Linked DNA regions of Mus musculus: all the other regions are linked to region 3. A link is a contact called in public Hi-C, HiChIP or PLAC-seq and promoter capture Hi-C data. All regions are on one chromosome and are shown on one strand. The core of a region is the stretch at or near the end of the contact, and the rest is flanking DNA. Distances in the headings are between cores, read along the strand shown. Region 1 holds the start of Ano7 (anoctamin 7). Region 2 overlaps Twist2 (twist basic helix-loop-helix transcription factor 2). Region 3 holds the start of Otos (otospiralin). Region 4 holds the start of Septin2 (septin 2). Region 5 overlaps Hdac4 (histone deacetylase 4).

The links. Promoter capture Hi-C pulls out the DNA fragments that hold promoters and counts their contacts. Hi-C and Micro-C count contacts between places; a contact is called where the count stands out from the background. HiChIP or PLAC-seq counts read pairs in DNA pulled down with a chosen protein or histone mark.
Region 1: an H3K4me3 HiChIP or PLAC-seq map of bone marrow-derived macrophages shows a contact between it and region 3, with 5 times the contacts expected there. The contact joins the promoter of Ano7 here to the promoter of Otos in region 3. A contact is called at or near these places in 1 of 39 promoter capture datasets (cranial neural crest) and 1 of 115 datasets of contacts at active chromatin or transcription factors (bone marrow-derived macrophages).
Region 2: a promoter capture Hi-C map of hippocampal neurons shows a contact between it and region 3, with 2.6 times the contacts expected there. The contact joins the enhancer-like site here to the promoter of Otos in region 3. A contact is called at or near these places in 4 of 39 promoter capture datasets (embryonic stem cells, hippocampal neurons, liver and 1 more), 4 of 115 datasets of contacts at active chromatin or transcription factors (embryonic stem cells, pancreatic cancer cells and pro-B cells) and 1 of 9 other capture datasets (liver).
Region 4: a Hi-C map of neutrophils shows a contact between it and region 3, with 6 times the contacts expected there. The contact joins the promoter of Septin2 here to the promoter of Otos in region 3. A contact is called at or near these places in 5 of 39 promoter capture datasets (cranial neural crest, liver, neutrophils and 2 more), 2 of 484 Hi-C or Micro-C datasets (CD4 T cells and neutrophils) and 2 of 115 datasets of contacts at active chromatin or transcription factors (regulatory T cell precursor and thymic regulatory T cells).
Region 5: a Hi-C map of CD8 T cells shows a contact between it and region 3, with 2.1 times the contacts expected there. The contact joins the enhancer-like site here to the promoter of Otos in region 3. A contact is called at or near these places in 1 of 39 promoter capture datasets (liver), 1 of 484 Hi-C or Micro-C datasets (CD8 T cells), 5 of 115 datasets of contacts at active chromatin or transcription factors (double positive thymocytes, effector CD8 T cells, embryonic stem cells and 2 more) and 2 of 9 other capture datasets (adipose tissue and embryonic stem cells).

The regions. Positions count from the first base shown.
Region 1 is chr1:93,372,575-93,376,263 of GRCm38.p6, forward strand. Ano7 (anoctamin 7) reads left to right here and starts at 1,322. Exons shown (of 24, transcript NM_207031.2): 1 at 1,322-1,473; 2 at 2,561-2,675. The coding sequence starts at 2,568.
Region 2 is chr1:91,837,998-91,841,303 of GRCm38.p6, forward strand. All of the region lies in intron 1 of Twist2 (twist basic helix-loop-helix transcription factor 2), which reads left to right. Among named protein-coding and RNA genes, the nearest start is that of Gm46117, 8.3 kb to the left of the region's middle. Within about 2 kb of position 1,849, at least 17 of the 459 cell types and tissues checked have an H3K27ac peak or open chromatin away from gene starts, as enhancers often do. A contact at or near this core is called in hippocampal neurons and pancreatic cancer cells, where this site is marked.
Region 3 is chr1:92,647,181-92,650,755 of GRCm38.p6, forward strand. It overlaps Otos (otospiralin), which reads right to left and starts at 1,661. Exons shown (of 5, transcript NM_153114.2): 1 at 1,571-1,661.
Region 4 is chr1:93,477,721-93,481,292 of GRCm38.p6, forward strand. Septin2 (septin 2) reads left to right here and starts at 1,273. Exons shown (of 13, transcript NM_010891.2): 1 at 1,273-1,348. It also overlaps a transcript of Hdlbp not described here.
Region 5 is chr1:92,062,850-92,066,388 of GRCm38.p6, forward strand. All of the region lies in intron 2 of Hdac4 (histone deacetylase 4), which reads right to left. Among named protein-coding and RNA genes, the nearest start is that of Hdac4, 120 kb to the right of the region's middle. Within about 2 kb of position 1,747, at least 64 of the 459 cell types and tissues checked have an H3K27ac peak or open chromatin away from gene starts, as enhancers often do. A contact at or near this core is called in CD8 T cells, effector CD8 T cells and memory CD8 T cells, where this site is marked.

The sequences.
Region 1 (3,689 bases), core at 72-2,571, 730 kb after region 3:
TATTGTGTAAAACAGTGACCACCCCTGAGACATTGCATTTACAAGCAGCTTTGTACTCTCTTGAGGATGGAAGGTACACCACCTGTTCCACACCGTCCACGTGGCAAGACTACTGAATGGTCATCCTGGGAATAGGGAGGGTACTACTCTGTAATTTATCATAGTGGGTTGGGACTGTGGGGGATATGAGCATATTAATATCATATCAGGAAAGTCAAGCCTAAGAACTTCCTGGGCACAGCAGGCCAAGGAAACTATGGAGCTCCTACATGTGAGGAGTCCATAGAGGAGTAGACATTAGCAGTTGGCTGGTGAGAGTCCCCACTGACCTGTCTCCTCACTGCCCTGCATGCATCAAGGACTGACTAACAGGCAAAGAAGTGACTCTTCCAGAGGCTTCCGGTCGTCTGGGTGCACTGCTGACACAGCTGTCACCGTTGCAGATGCCATCTGCCCTCCTCCCATCTCCGTTGTCACTCAGCCCCTTCCTTTGTCTGGACCCCGACTTGCCCTTTTGCCTCCTCAAACAGCCGGACTCAGCTCTACCGCCTCACTCTCAAACCTGCAGTCAGGGGTCCTGACTCAGCCACAGTTTCCCCAAGTGCTCCGGTCCTGTTTACCTCATTGTCAGAGACTCGTGGCCCTGAGTTTCCCAGCTTTGGCTTCTCAGGCCTGTTGGAAACTCTGAAACTCCTTGCATCTTTAACCCCTTACAACCATTCTATAATCTACACATATACATATATAGAGAAATTTACTGTGTGATATGTAGTGTATCATGAGAGTAATTAAGATTAGAATACAGTAACCTGTGTTTGCCTCAGCAAGGACTGCAGGAGTATCTGGCAAATTGCTGCCATTGAAAATGCTGTACCTCGTGAATTTGTCAATAAAATGTGATACTGTGAGAAAACACAACTGTTCGTCTGTGTTTCTGACAGTGTGTTCCCAAGAACGTCCAAGCTCACACTACCAGAAATGGTAAAGCCCTCTCCCCCATGAAGCTTCACCCCCACATAAACAGGGCCACCTGACAGGGGATACCTATGGCTGGCCCTATAACCACCATCTCCCTGGACTTCCCTTATGGAAGCCCGGCCTGCTGCCACGGAATCTCTAAACAAATAGGGTACCTGAGGCACCTCGAATTTGCATGTAGGGTGTGTGAAGGAAAAGTGGGCTGGCTGTTTGCTGGCTCAGAGTCCCACACCCTCTTTTCAAACAGGCAGATCCTGTCCAGAGACACAATCAGAGACCTCACCCTGGTGGCTGACTGCACTTAGTACCTCTCTTGTCTGCTTCCAGCCCCCTTACCCTGTGCAGTGAGGCAAGGGCAGGTGAGCGGCTGCCACAGCTCAGGCAGAGCCCAGGAGACTGGGGTGGCTGGCCCTGATTTTGCTCCTGCTGGAACCAGGCTTGTGTTGATGGGCTGGCTGTGAACTCTGAGGTCTCCTCTGGAAGCCACTGTGCCAGGTAGGGTGGTGTCCTCCTCCTGGATGCTTGGGCCATGGGGAGGACAGGAGGGACTGCAGAAAATATGAGCCACTGGGGCTCCTGGCTCTGAACGCCGAGCAGCGGGGCTGGGGCTTACTCTTGGGCCCCAGAAGCCTACCTGGCACAGTGTCTTCTCTAAGCTCTAGAGAGGCAGGGACAGTGTTCAGTGTGGCTTTGAATAGGGCACCCTACCCTAAGGACACAGCATTCCACCTGCTCATAACAGACCGCGTCTGAAGTCTCTGGTTGGTACTCCTTTGTCTTCCCTGTCCCACCCATCAGATGACATATGCCCCAGAGCCTTTGTCCAAGGGCATCCTTTGGTTCTCATTGGCTCCTGGGGTCCTCACATTGTAGTACCGAGTCCTAGCAGGTTTGGGCTTATGTCTACCATTCCAGGCCTCCATTTATCTAAAATGGGGAAGTAGAATGAGAGCGATGTCATTCCCTTCCCACCCACCGGAACAACAGCCCTGCTCCCAGCCACCTCCTTCCAGGACCACAGGTCACAGGCTGGCATGGAAAGCCCATAAAACTCCATAAGTGACTGTGCTCTTCCTTGCAGGGAGAGCCTGGGGTCCTAGCAGTAGTTCCTCCAGAATTGCAAAAAAGGCAGATGGCTTTATAGGGCACTGTCTATCCTCCATGGCCCAAATGGCCCAAATGACCCTCCTCTATAAGAAGGGGCTGGGGGGGTCTGTGTGGCAGCCTTATAGTAAGCCTTACCCAGAATGAAAGGGAGCCCCACACTTGGTGGGTGGGTGGATGGATGGACGGACAGACGGATGGACAGATGGATGGATGGATGCTAGGCTCTTAAATACCAGCTATCATTCAGTGGCTGGCTCTTTTCCTGGAGCTACTGAGCCAGGATGTCAGGATCCTCACATGCCCACATTAGGATAGTACTGTCCAGCCCTAGCAGTGCCCCTGTTAGTCTATGAGCCAGCCTCCTCACCTGTAAAATAGGCTTGCTGCAGGCTCTGCCACAGTGTCAGGACTGGCTCTCATTGGTGTCCTCTCTAACCACTCCATCCTCTGACTCCCTGGCCTTGGTGTGGCGCAGGAGTGACATGCTGCGGGGGCAAGCGCGAGAAGAAGACAGCGTGGTGCTGATCGACATGGCCTCCCCTGAAGCAGGGAATGGATGCTCCTATGGGAGCACAGCCCAAGCCTCAGAGGTACCCTCAACCCCAGGGGCAGTGTTCAGCATGCTGAACCCACCCTTCTTCCTCCTCCCTGGGCTTTGATCATAAGGCTTCTGTGTGCTGTGTGATTTGGGAGGCCTCCCATCCCAGTCAGGACTTAGCTATACTCTTGCCCTGTCCTAGAGCCCTTGAAAAGTGGGTGCAGCATCCAGGTGCACCCCCATCCCTGGATGACAAGGGGACAGATGTCTCCTTGACACACAAGTCACCATTCACCTCCCTCAAACTTGGAGGAGGCAGGATCAGGGGAAGGGAGAAAAGATAAAGTCAGGACAAGGTCCAGGGTTTGGTCCCTCTCTGCCAGAACCACTGTGATATTAGTCATGAAATACAGGATACCCATGTTACACTCCACAGACCCAAAGAATCTAAATAGGAGGGAAGGCACAGTGAGGCTGCTGGAATCTCACTTAGCAGGGGGAATAAAATAGTCATAAGGGGCGGGAACTGGGTGGGAGAGGGCATGGGGAGGGGAATGAGGGGATTCAGGATCAGGTGTTAGGAAGGACAGGAGGAATGACTAGATGATCATGAGTGTGAATGGAAATCTGCAGCTCACAGGGGTGGGAGGTGGGGGCATCTCCAGGACGTGACAGAGTCCTGGGCTAAGGGAGGCCACATGTCATGTTTTCTATGGATGTGAGAAATGTGGGGTATGGTGAATGACCCATGGGTTCTGATGCAGGCAAAGACCTGCCAATACCGGAAGACAGGTGGCAGGTGCACAGGGCGGCCACACCCTGGGTGTTTTGCTGCCTCCACACTTTCTCTCCTGGAAATGGGAAAGTGCTTCTGCATCTAACAGATTGTCAGAAGAACAGTTCATGGAGGGGGCCCATTCCTGCTAGGAGGACGAGGAGGAGGACTTTAGCCAGGGTCATATCCTGGCTGGGATGAGCAGTGAGGTTGGTAGATGGGGTCAGAAGAAGGTATGTAAGGTTTAGAGCATGCCTGGGGCTACCTGAAGGTTAGACTAGGGAACGGGAG
Region 2 (3,306 bases), core at 599-3,098, 810 kb before region 3:
ATTCTGTTGAGCTGGTGCTGGTGCTGGTGTGAGGGGCAAGCAGGTGTTCCTTGATGTCATCTGAATGCATTTGCTGAGTTAATGCCCCGGAGTGTATGCTTCCATGCCGTGTGTCTTGCACACGAAATGGTGTTTCCGGCCAGGAGTTGGGTTCTGGCTGCCCATCGTAGCCCACCTGTGTCCTGTGCTCTCTCCGTCTCTGAGACGACAATGTCTGATTAGATGGTCCCTGAAGGAGCCTCTGTCACCACCCGGCTGGGATGGAGCTGTTTCTCATCCTCCTTTCTCTCCCCTGGGTTTTATTTGGGAGCTGATTCAGCAGCATCCGAGGAAGTCGTAAGTCACTTGGAGGAGTCGTTCCTGGATGTGAAAACTGCAGGGCTTGGAAAGGGCTCAGCTCCTCTGGTGATCCGGCTCATTATGGTGCCGATGCTAGGGAATAAATGCCCTTTGCAGCCTTTTGATGGCCCATGAGGAAAAAAAGGCAGGCTTTACTGAGCAGGGGGCTACCAGTAAAACAGGAAGGCTTAGCCAGCAGGACACTGCGTCTGACCTTGCCGTGCTAGCTCCCATGAGATGGACAAAGGGACAGAGTTAGCTCCTGGGATGTGGGGTCACTGATGGGCAGTGGATAGAGAATGACCCTGCAGTGACCCTGGATAGAGGCAAACCTGACCCTTCTCTGGTTATTTTGGGACCACCAGTTTGGAAGTGTCATTCCAAAAAGTCAGCCTGAAGTCCCTGAAGGAGACAGCCAAGCCCAATGGAGAAGGGGAATGATGAAGAGAATAAGGGGTTTCCCTTTTGTCACACAGGGCAAGCCCAGGACAGATGCATTGAACTAGAGAGAGGACAGATGTTCAGAAGACCCATATGGCCATCTTTGCCCAACCTCACCCTAATTCTTCCTGCAAATGACTTTCTTTTGAGGGTCCAAAAGTGCCAGGATACTGCCACCCAGAAATAGCCATTGAACACAGAGTTCTCGGCAGCTCAGATGCACTGGGCTCACCCTTTCCAAGACCACACCAGCTGCAGCAGGATCAGAGCGGCAGGTCCCAAAGTGGAGCATACAGTCATGACCTACCCCATCAGCAGCCTGGGGGTGGGGGAATTGTATAGCATCGCATGCAATCTGGGATTATGGGAGGAAATGGAATGCCATCCATGGGTCATCACAGGGCGGTAGAGAAGCCTTGTGTCCTAGAGGGTTAAAGGACCCCTTCTGCCACCAGGGTGGCTCCTGGTCTCTGCTCTGGCTAGCTTTGTAGAAGCCTATGGTTAGTGCCACAACCTCCTCACTGTCTGATGAGATACACAGCCAAGCTCTGGCCCAGCTCTCTAGAGTCAAGGTTCAGAAGCCCACAAAGGAGACCACACAGTTGCTGCTTCAGGTAGGTGAGTGCTACAATAGCCCTTTGAAGGGTAGAAACCTCCTGTGAGGGGCCTGGGCACAGCCACCCAGAGGAAACTATAAAAACAAATGAGTCCCAGAAGGCCCATTGCTTGGCAATGTTCATTTGCCTCAGAGAAAGAACAGCCTGTCTCTATCCCTCCTCCAGAGCCCACTGACATCCTTCATCTCACAGAGTGCCCCCCACCCCCCATCTTCTAACTCCCCGAAAGGTCTCTTTCAGCTACTGTTTCAATTCAGAAGTCTCAGACTGGTGGTGAGTCAGGGGTTTGGTGCCACTCCTGTGGCTCTGAACTTTACCCGTATAACCTTCCCACCACCGGAGTCATCACGAGGCCTCTCGGAAGTGTGTGCAGGCAGACATGTTGTCTAGGAGAGAAGGAAGCCCAACTGCTGCACACTCCACCCTTGTCCCATAAATCTACACTGATCACTCCCACGTAGCTCCTAGCACCCAGTACCCAATTTCTAGTACCCAGCATCATTACTCCTAACTAGCCAGCACCAGAAGAATTCAGATTAAGCTGGCTCTTGGTTCTTGTAAGGTGGTCTCTTTACTACAGATATTCGCTGTCTCCAACCTGCCCTGCCCCGGCCCTTCCCTGCCCTGCCTTACTCTGAGCTGAGTTGGCTGCAGGATCTGGATTAGAAGAAGATTTTGCCTTTGGAAGCAAAACACGTTGCTTCTTCCCTGTCTGTGCACATGTATTTGTCAAAATGACAGCCTGCTGGGGGAGGCAGCAACAGGGTGTGTGTGTGTGTGTGTGTGTGTGTGTGTGTGTTGTGTGTAGCTTGGAGCTGGCAGGAGGCTTGAGGCTGCTCAGAGCTGGTCTCCCCTCAGAGGCCCCGAGCTCTCCTTGAATCTCTTACACAGTAGGAAATGAAGCCCTTTTAGCTGATTAGGTGACTTGGTGCTTGTCCCCAGCATCGTGGGCGGGTGATCACTGAGGGTGGCCAGCACTGTCTACTGTATGACCCATAAAGAGACTGTCCTGAGAAACCCACAGCTTAAATGTCTGAGATCTTTGAAACGACCTGTCCCAACCTTAGAATGGTGGTCATGGTAGAGCCAGGCCCAGACAGGGAACAGCAAAATGTCCATGGTCTTGTGTTTGCCATTATGCTAAGCTTCTGTGTGATAGAGGTGGTCTCATCTTCAGTTTCCTTCTGTATGGTGCCGAGCAGCTACTTCGTAGGAACAGCCAAACTGTGCATGTTCCGAAGCAGCTCCTGGGTGTGAACAGCCAAACTGCGCATGCTCAGAAGCAGCCTAGCCAAGCTGGGAACTTTGATCCATGTAGGTGTAGTTCTGGGGTCCCAAGTGACAACTGAGAGCCTCCTGGGTCACACTCTGCAGCCACTGTGCCTGCTTTTGGGTTGCAGAATCCAGACTCAGGCAGCTCACCATGAGCACGATCCATCATCCTGGGCCCCTTGCGATGCTTGGTGGGCACCACCAGCCCAGGGTTCCTTCTGCCTCTCTGTCAAGGAGAGGAAAACACTCTGACTGCCAGCTTTGGTAAGGCACACACACAGGCATCACCTCCTGGTCTCAGGGCCTTAGAGATTCCCTGGGGTGGTGGGGAGTAAGGTTGGCCTGAAGGTAGGCTCAATAGTGTCTTCTCTCTGCCTACTAATGTCAGTGTGGTCTTCACCAACTGTCCTTCTGTAACAGGTGACAGCTGAGTGTTCTGAGGCTCAGCTGTCTCTCTACAATACCGAGTATGAGGGCCAGAAGACAGGACCTGGGCCCACTGTTCCCCAGTGTGAGCTGTCACTGCCATTGCAAAGTTTGTCTTTCCACCATTACTAATCCCTCTACCTGAGCTGCCCTCAGCCCACCCTGGTCCAGGCCTACCAGGCCTCCTGCAGTCAGCAGCCCCTGCTCACCA
Region 3 (3,575 bases), core at 411-2,910:
TCCTGCACCACATCTCCACCCCTACACACTTCCTCTCTGCCTGGATCCTTCAGACACCTTATCTCATTGGCCTGGACAGAGACACCCCCTGCCCCCGCCCACCCAGAACACATCTCCTTTGCACCTCACCCATCTGTCTCCCTGTTCTCCTGCAGACCACTCTGCCTTCAAGAGGGACCATTAAAATGGCTGAACAGGTAGAAGTGCTTGCTGCTAAACCGAGTTCGATCCCCACATCTCACATGCTGGAAGGAGAGAACGAACTCCCACAAGTTGTTCTCTGACCTACACATACACACCTGGAACACACTGCAAACACATACACAATAAGTAAATGTCATTTTTTTTAATGGTAAATGCCTTCCCCAGGGCCCTTGCATTCCTACATTTGATGGGAATCCCAAAACACTGGATTCCATCCTTTAATAATTGCTAGGATTCCTTCTAAAATTCAATGCTTGAGGGCAGGGAAGAGTTCGAATTCTCAAAAGCTCCCAAAGGTCGGGCCCAGGAACAATACCATATAGGATGGGCAAACTTGAAACCTGCCCAGTGACTGCTCAGAAGCCTGCATGATATCCAGTGCATAATATCCCGCCCCACACAGAAACTCGGAGGGAACCTCCAAGGTCTTAACAGTCTGTCTGCTTGGATTCAAGAGATGCTTAGATGTATAAGGCCACTCTGCTGGACAGAGGCCCCTTGTTATCTCCCGTGGCAGTCAGCTTGAAAAGGACCCTGTGGTAACGAACGCCAGGATTGGGAATGAGTCAGAGGTATCTGGCGCCCCCTGCTGTCCATCCATGGACACCACATCTGACTAATAATTACTCCTTGAGCCTCGCAGATGCCCCTGCCTGTACTCTGAAATGCTAGCGCAACCCAAATTCATTCTCCTAGAAGGCAGAGCCCAGAGTAGCTTACCATCATCCATTGAGCTGTCCCAACATGGACACAGGCAGGTGCTCATAATTTAAAGTCTCAAGGCCACAGTTCATCGTGCCAGTGTGTTTTCCTGCATTCTTCTCTGCCACGGAATGGTCCGCCTGTGTTTTGCACTGTTCATACATCCCCGAGCCCCGCAAAGCCTCGGAAGTGGCTTATAACTGATCCTAGAGTCACTTCCTGTTTCCTGGACCGTGGCCAGCATAAGTACTGGGGTGTAGGGGGTGATGGCTCACAGTCTGCCTTCTCCTCACATCTCCCAGACTGACATCTGCCCTAAGTCCTCCGTCCCAGATGGCAGCATTGCCCTCCCGCTTGTGCCTGCAGAGTACCCGGGTGTCCCAGGGACTGAGCAGTACCTCACTGACAGGGCTGGAGTCTTCTGGCTGGATTCAAACCCAAGGAGAGTGGCGTCATGTGACCACACAGAGCTGGGATTCAGAGGTTCTAGAAGTCATGCTGCCCCTTGTCCCTCTAAACATGCCCTGGTAGACACATTTCCTTTGGGAAGTGCCATCCCTGCTCCTACAAAGGAGGGGGGCGCAGACTTCTAATGTCACCCATGTTTGTCCTCAAACACACACATCCCTATCGGACTTTTAAAGAGCTTAACTAAACATGTTACCTTGGACATGAAAAGGGAGAATTCTGGGAGCGTGTTGAGCTGACTTGGCAAAGCCTGTCAAGGTGGAAGTCCCTCCACGCCACCACAGCTGATGCGGGTGTGGCAGCTTTAACAGGAAATCTAGAAGGGCCTGGGGTGAGACAGCCGGTCCCAGGCTGCTTGGAGAACAGGCTCAGAGCTTGGAGTGGAATGTTTCTGAGATGGCCTCCAGGGGGCGCCATGCTCACAGGCTCCTGTGCAGCTGGCCCACAGGACAGGGTTTGTGTTCTGGAATAATCAAAGTCTCCTTCCATGTCATAAGACTGACCGCATACGGATCTGAAGCTGAAATGTGAAAGCATGTGATCACCTTCTTTTAAAATACCTCGTTCTTTTCCTGAACTGACCATAGACTCTCTGAAAAGGTCCCAGGTCAACCCCGGCGAGTACCCCTTCAGAAACCACGAAGAATTGACCTGGATTGGGATGAGATGGGGTTGGGGGGTCCTAGGGACTCCAGTGTGGCTGAAAGAAATACAGGACGCATGGTTACATTTGAATTTCAAGCGACCAGCTTTTCTAGCGGAAGTTTCATGTCTCAAACATCTCCAGGGATCTGTCCCCCAACCCACCCACCCCCAAATATTCACTTTAGGTGAAACACTCATCTTCCCAACACCATATGCACACACAGGTGTGTACACACTTACAATGTGCACAGACAAGCAGGTGTCTATTGCTGTCATCCCATAGAGTATGGGAAGAGGCGGGCTGCTTTGGAGGCTGAGCCTGGGATCAGAAGGCAGGAGCAAGATAGGTGTGGCGCTACCTGAGGCCACCATCTGGAATCAATACTGCACCCCCAATACGCACAGAGAGCATCTGGGTTCCTGGGGGCTAATGGATCCAGAAACCAGCCCAGGCAGAACTGAAAGATCTTGCTGAGGCCAAGGATCCAGGGATTGCTATAGGCCCTGCCCTGACTGCAGGAAGCTCCACTGGTGGCTTCTCGGTGACATAAAGGGTTAACTGAACCACTGAGCCAGGCATCTCACTGGGAAGTTGCCTGGTTCACCACAGCTGCCTCCCTGAGAGGTGGAGTACATACCCTTCCCAGCAAGGAATATTTAGCTTGTGGTCATTTGCGACCCCCAACAGAAGGATGGGTCTCACATGGCCCATGGTTTTTTGTTTGTTTGTTTGTTTGTTTTTTCTCACAGGATTCTTTGTCATCTGCATTTCTCTGCATCATGGGAAAAGATTCCCAGGAACCCAGGAAGGGCTGGTGTTGACCCTGGGCTGTGAAGGATGTCATCTGAGCTTTTCCCACAAGGGCTTCACCACGTCGGACATGCTGACACAAGCCGAAGGATCTGCCTTGGACTCCAGTCAGGGGACAGGATACCAGAGACACAGGTCAGCAGCAACAGGAGTGACATCAATCCAGTGCCATACAGGCCCATTTACTTAGAAGAAGCCCTTGGGCAGACGTGACTCTCTCACCTCAGACCACTGCAGAGTTCTGATCTCTGCTCGCCGTAACACAGCCTTTCCCCCAGTTCCTTTGAACTGAAAGTGACTTGTCTGTCATGTTTCTAATACCACAGGGAGGGTTAAATGTTATGTCTCTAGGACTTGATATCGTAGGCTACAGAGCTCCCAGAACCAGCCAGGCCCTGTGGCATGGGCTAGAGGGGTGCAGGGAAGGACCCGCTAGCTCAGTTTCCAGCCTAGGAGGAACGTAAATGGGTTATCCTGTTTCTGGGAGAATGTTTTTCTGTCAGCAGAGGTGGTGTGGATGATGGGTTATCACCCAGTTCGAGTGCCCCGAACACCAGTTTCTGGACTGCAATTCATTGCCTTTCTCGCATGCATGCCTGGCTGGTTTTGTGTCAACTTGATATAAGCTAGGGTCATCAGAGAGAAAGGAGCCTCAGTTGAGGAAATGCCTCTAAGACATCCAGCTGTAGAGCATTTTCTTAATTAGTGACTGATAGAGGAAGGCCAGCCCATTGTGGGTGGGGTC
Region 4 (3,572 bases), core at 23-2,522, 830 kb after region 3:
AGGTGACTAGCAAAACCCAAAGCTGAAGGGCGAGCCAAGTTGTAAGTGAAGATTATAACCCTCCAATTTTCCCCATGCTTTATCCTTGTCTGTAAAGATAATAAAACCCAAGACAGTCTCCTTTGGTTCAGTTATATCGTATGCAAACACATGCCCAGTCGACCCTCCAATCTTCTAATTCAGACAGGATATGCAGTGTAGCCTCGAGCACTGGGATACTTTACTCAAAGTAATAACGCACAAAAAAACCACTCCCTCACAACAAGGCATGTGTCAGAACAGTTCGGAATACCGACACTGTGCATATCACCCACTAGGGTTGCGCGATTGCTGTTTCTTCTCTGGGGAGGTACTCTAGGGTGTTTTCCTATAGAAAGGCCTTGGTGAAAGGCCTAAGGTAGGAGTTTACGATCGCTGACCAGCCAGGGGACCTCCTGCGATTGAAGGGAAGGACAACCCGAGCCAGGCCGCAGCCCAGTACTGCACCTTCCCAGCCAGCTTCAAGCCGGTCGCAGAGAGCAGGGCATGCCGCAGATCTCTCCGCCCGCCCCAGTCTGAAAGAGGGTAGGGGGCCGTGCCGGCTCCGCCCTCCCCCGCGGGGCATGGGCTCACGACCACACAGGAAGGCCACGTCCCCAGGGACAGGCACCACTCTATGGTGTGCATGGGGGGGGGGAGACCCACGTGACCAGCACGTAGCCAATCCCGGGACGACAGCCCGCCATAGAGACGGCCGCAGAGGCGGCTAGAGATGCCCGCCGGCAAGTCACAAGCGCCCGCCTATCCCGGCTCGGTGTTCCTAGCTCGGTGCTGCCGCCATCTTCCAGGAGGAAAGGATAGAGGCAAAGGGCTCCCTCCCCTTCACTGCTCCGCACTCACGCTGCCACCTGCCCGCCCCCGGTCGTCTCTCGCTCTCAATGGACACCTTATTCCTCCTTAGTAAATATCCTTCCCACAACTCTAGTTTCCCATAAAGCGGAGAATCTCGTTACCTGCTCCTCTTTTATTAGCGTGAGGAATCCAAGCTCATAAGGTAGGAACTGTGGCGAAACAGGAACAAGACGCCATCTTGGTAAAGGAGAAGAGGCTACGCTTGACCTCCCCCCGCCCCCAGCCTCTATATGGCCAACCGCCGTGGGAGGGGCACAGCGCCTGCGCAGAGGCGGACGGCAGGATCGCGTCCACGCTTGCGCTCTGCATGCAACCGCGGAGGAGGGGACTACTCGGGGCCCAGGAAGGAGTTGGCAAGGGGCGGGACGGCGCGATGACGCCATCTGTTCGCGCGCGCTCTACTGGGCGGGGCAGGTCCGTGCTCTCGCCTGACGAGCGTTCTCCGGCGTGTGAGCGGGTAAGTGTGTGGCAATGTGTACCCACTGTCGCGCGGGCTCGAGTTGAGCTGGCTGTCCTGAGAAAGGGCTAGAGTTCTGCCCTCGCCCGGGCCGCCTAGGCGGTGATAACGGGTACGGAAGTGAGCGCGTGGGGGAGGGGCGGCCGCACCCTTAGTCCGGGGCTCCAGCGATGGATGCCTGGCTGGCGTCGTCCCTTCGAGGACAACTGGACGGGCGGCCCCCATCTGGGTGATCCTGCTGGCCAGGTCCAGGGCATTGGGGCGGGCGTGGCTGGGCCCAGTGAAGTTATGGCGCACAGTCCAAATACTATGTGGTGGAGAGTCGGGCGTTAGGTTCACATCTACGAAGCACTTGCGGGGCCATCTTCCCACGTAACGGTGCCATTTCGTCCTAGGGATGAAAAGGACTAGTCACCCTGGGATGTTAATGAAGTTCCCCAATTTAAGGCAGTGACAGGAGCGTTATGGAGTGGTTTGTCTGCTGTGGCCTTCCCCGAGGTAGTGCGACGCTAGACAAAGGGCTGCAGCCCTGTAAGTGACACGGGAAAGGGAGCATGGAGTGGAGGCCTTTGACTGAGAAGCCATGAAGTCTAACTCTGAAGCGGACCGCAGGCCCAGACCACGCCTGGCCCTTTTGTATCTTCCGGCCTCATTTGTTAGTGGCGCCTTGCCTTGTCCTGTACTACGTTTCCAGACTTTCAACACATAGAACTTCTAGTTCAGACCGTTGTGGTCTCTATGGCTGGTTTTAACCCAGTTTACTCCTCGTGTCTGGAGCGCAGTTAATCTCGAACATTCTCTGTCTAATGTTTATCTGTTGTGTAGTTCCTGTTCGCTGCTTGTTATTAGTTAGGACTCTCACTGGATTCGATATCCTTTAGACGGTTTAAGTGTTTCTCTGGCGTCAAATATTGGGGTCCCTACTGTCTATCAAGGGATTTAAGTTTTAGGTTTTCAACCGGGCGTGGTGGCGCACGCCTTTAATCCCAGCACTTGGGAGGCAGAGGCAGATGGATTTCTGAGTTCGAGGCCAGACTGGTCTACAAAGTGAGTTCCAGGACAGCCAGGGCTATACAGAGAAACCCTGTCTAGAAAAAAAACTTAGGTTTTTTGTTTTTTTTTTTTTTTCCTTAGTAGTGAAAATTGTTTTAGTATCTTAGATACATTTTTAAAATCCGTCTTGTTAACATAAGGAAAAACAGGAGTTTTGAAGAGGTCATAAAGGCTGTTTCTTCATGATGCTTCTAATTTGAGACTCCTTATTTTCAATGGCTTTTCTGGTAGTTGCCATTCAGGAATTCTTTGCAATACCCAGCATTCAAACTGTCAGTGTGTGCTGCTATATCTAATTTTGGGGATGATTTTTTTAGTTTTAAAAGTTGTCCTGATCCTTTTTTATCATTTTTCCACCTAGTGTCCCCCCCCCCCCCCCCTTTACAGAGCACCAGAGGTCAGTAAAGAACAAGAGCTTCTCCTTCTGGGTTTGCTGGGTAGCCTAGGGAAAGGAGGTGGGGCCTCCCTCTATTATCAATCGTGAATGTAATTAAGCTCCCTTTGTTTGTGGCTTGCTGCTCCAAGCTCCATTAAGAGTGTTGTCTTGCATAATGTGCTTGTACAGTCTTCAAATCTAAGAAATCTAAATGGCAAGAGAGTCTAGGCTCTTTGGATAAAAGCTCTTCAGGATCCTACACTGAGGAGTCTTTGGGGATTAGGGGTAATGTATACAAATGTAAAAATTTGTGTACATGAATGATGGGTCCTTTGAGTATTCCATTATTATAAATGCCACTTGCAAAAATGGGTCTTGTTCACCTAGTCATCTTTTGACTCATAATTGGGTGATAGTGTTACTCTCTGATATAAAGAAGCCGTGGGTCAAGTGTAAGGAACTTAATAACTTCTGACATCTGAAATATGCAATGTGAAAGAATAAAATTCTAGTTTGACTATATATCTTTGATATGGGGGATCTAACTGATCTTCGATCTGTACCTAGCAGTATGTTAATGGACAAGGTTTTCTCACTAAAAACCAAGTGCTTTAGAAATTCAGTATTCATCTTTCAGTTAACATTTGACATTACTAGGGATGTGTAGTTAGTTCACTTGGTCAAGTGCTTGCCCTGAATGCAAGATTTCTGGTTCCTTATTACATGTCCCGCCCCACCCCCCAAACAACAAAAACTAAAACCCCTTTTTGTTATGTTTAATACATTGTTAGAAAA
Region 5 (3,539 bases), core at 497-2,996, 580 kb before region 3:
CACCAACTCCTTGCTGACCAATGAGTGTACACTCCTGGCTCATGTCAACCTATAAGCAGGTGCTGAACTTCCAGGATGTGAAAATGTGGTGCCTGCCTCCATCATTCTCACAGAACTGCCCTCCCGCTGGACTTCCTCCTCTGCTGAGCTAAGACTGGCTGATATGAAGTGGTAGCAGGCAGACTGGCCCTTAACACAGATATTCATGGCTCTTCAAAGTTCTGTCTTAGCACAGGTAGCACATTTGGCTTTTGTCAAATCACCAGGAAGGCTCACTGTCTAGGACCATGCTCTCTTTAGAACATGGTCAGTCAGATCAACTAGGGCAAAGCACAAAAACACGGTCTCTGCCCAAACACTCAGACATCACACAGAGGCCTAAACAAAGGGAAGGGTCAGGCCTGAGCCACAAAGAACCCCAAACTGTCTACCACTAGAACATCTTCCCTAGGAAGATATAAATGTAGAAAGTGGCAGTATGCACATAGCCAAGAAGCTCTAGAAACAAGAAACACACAGCATGTTCACAGAGGAACATGTGTGGAAGACAGCACACCCACAGGCAGGCACTGTCCAAGGGAAGAGCAGGCCTAGCTTAGCCATAGGGGGTCCTGGCACAGTACACATAGCTGGGTGTGTCAGAGGCTCAACAAGCACTGAGTGAGCCAGCAGGTGTGTGACAGCAAGGATGCAAAGGAATACACAGAAGAAACATCTTTGTCTGGATGGTCGCCTTAGCCACGTTGTAGTGTCTCCTGACCAGGGGCAGGTGTCTTGTGGAAGGTGCTATACATTGGCTCTCAGGGACAGGTCCGCCTCAGAGAACAACATGATCCATCAGACATTTATAAATGGGCACACAGATAGGATGATGACCTAGACAGGTCTGCAAACAGCACTCATCTCTCTGCTCCAGAACATCTTCATCCCTGGGGGATGGGGAGTAACTGGGTGCATTGTTTCAGGACAGTTTTACTCAAAGTAGAGGAGGAGAAAATAACCTTGGAAATAAGATATGCATGTTCCCCCAGAGCCCATGTAACAAGTAATGGATGACGACTACAAAGGGTAGTGCAGCAGTACCCACAGGCTCTTGAACTACAAGCAGCAGCTCTCAATATAGGCACCTTCAGTCAGGCAAAGGACATGGTACAGGGACAATTATCTCAAGCAAAGATGCAGCCCCAGCTCTGATGCCCACTGGGAATGAACTAACCTTACCTACTCCAGACATCAGCTGTCTATCTGTAGAAGCAGAAGTTGTGGTAGCCAACTCACAGAGGACTTGAGGAGAAGGGAAAGGCCATAACCTGGGGCCTTGTGGCCTATGAGGTTTGGGGTCAGACCTGCCCAGCTACATCAGTCCTGCAGAACCACCTTCCAGCTGGACTCCCTTGTCTGTTGATCTGATCAAGACTGGCTGATATGGGGAGTTAGGTTGACTTATATTGTAGGGAAGACCATGATCTGAGTTCAGTCAGAGTCTAGGCTAGCTCCTCCCTAAGGTGCTCCACCCCACAAATGCCAAAGCATCCGACTCCCTGAAAAGGGTGAGTCAGCAACCAAACCTACTTTATGGATGAGCCTGCCTCCAAACACTGTCCACACTGTTGAACATCACAAATCAGCTAAAGGTGTCTGTGGTTAAGTGACAGGAAGCTGGGGAACAGGTAGACGTTAACAATCAGCTCAAAGGAATGAGTCACTAATCCACAACAATAAGCCCTAAGCAGCCATCAGAGTCAGCGTCGGCTCACCCTGTGGCTAAACAGTGCTGAGCCTGTTAGCCACCCTCTCTGTGACTCTGCCTGCCCTGTGGTGCTCTTGGTGTCTTGATGATACGTGTTTGAGAAGCCTGGTGCCTTGGATGCCAGGAGCGAGGATAGCATAGAGGGCATGGCAGCCAAGTGCCGAAGGGGTGGACTGACCAGTATAGGCTCCAAGATCACTCTCCCCTCCACCACAAGGGCAGTGTGGGCTCAAAGACTTTCTCTTCTGGAATTTTGTAGAATTAATATTTGCTTTAATTCATGAAAAAGACATTTTCTTTTTCTAGACTGGTGTTAGAGAATCTTCCTAGCACTGAGCCTACGTCCTAAATTAGGAGTCTCACAAGTCAGGCTCCTGTTTGACCAGTTAGGTATTGTCTAAGTGCTTCCTTCACCTGAGCTTAGTCCTCAGGGTGGGAAGAGGAAGGGAAAGGACAGTTACTGTCCTTGTCCCAAGTTGGTGCTGACCAGGTAGTAAACCAACTTCCCATGCAGCATTTAGCTTACTGATCTGCACACAGGGCACTGAGCACAGGGTGCATGGCATCACTCTGCCAGAAACGCACTGACAGTGTGTCCTCCTGGCTAGTTGCTGAGCAGCTGGAGGGTCTGAAGGATACATTCTGGCCAATACCGAGTCCTGGCACCCCAAACTCCCAACAGCCAAAAGGTCTAGTAAATGGACTGTGTGGTATGAGAGACAATGGTGATGGCCTCTGAGCAGGTATCTTAAGGACATGAAGAAAGGGCTGTGTAAAGCACACTTTGGGTGTGTAGAAAGAAAGAGCTCTACAGGAGCAGGGAAGCACAGGCTGAGGATGGAGCACAGGCAGCACTGTATGTCTGGAAGAGCACAGTGGGACAGGAGCATGGCTGTGGGTCCCAGAGCCATGATGAGGATCATGGGGCTCAGGAAGACTTAAAGGTTCATTTCCAATGCTGAGAAGGAAATAAACTAGGACCACAGTACTAACTAGTAAAGTGGGCATGGGAAAGAGGTTGGGGAGCTCTTACAGAGCCCAAGGGTTGACACCCGCAGTCATCAAGAAGCTAGAAGGGTACTCTCTGGGGCCTACGTTGAAAGGCAGTCTATTAGGACTATCTATTAGAACTATTAGGACTACCAGCCTGTATGCAGCTTGGCCAGGTCATACACTTCCAGAGGTGTGGAGGCAGAGGTCTGGTGATGGCAAGTCCAAGAGAAAATTCTGCTGACTTGGAAACCCATTCAGCACTCTGAAGAAAACCACAGTGCTTAGGATTTGTTTAAGGGTTCAAATCTCACAATCCCTAAGAGTCCACAGTGTGCTTTGGTTTCATTTGCTCTGCAGACCATGGGTCAGTTCCAGGTCCTCTTGCCCACATCCTTCAACAGCAAAAGTTCCAACTGCCCTAAACAGGTGCAAATACCTCCCCACACTGGGCTAAGTTCTAGCCTTATGAAATAGTGTTCTTTATTATTGTTGTTGTTGTTTTCAAACCTGAGTTACAAAGAAACAGACAGTGTTATACTACAATCTAGATGCTACATATCCTACCCAGGTTGTACAGGAATGAATGTCCAGTAAATCTACAATAGAGCTGGTTGCGTTATTTTGGTTTTCTCCCTTTTGCCTCACTGTAGCCTGTGTTCTCGCACTCTTATGACCAAGAATACAGTGCTACTCTCTCGGTGTGTTACTCTTATATGGAAGGTGAGACCTTGACCTGCATTACCTTTGGGACCACTGTCTCCATAATGGCTGTCAGCAAGTCAGGCTATAGAAGAAG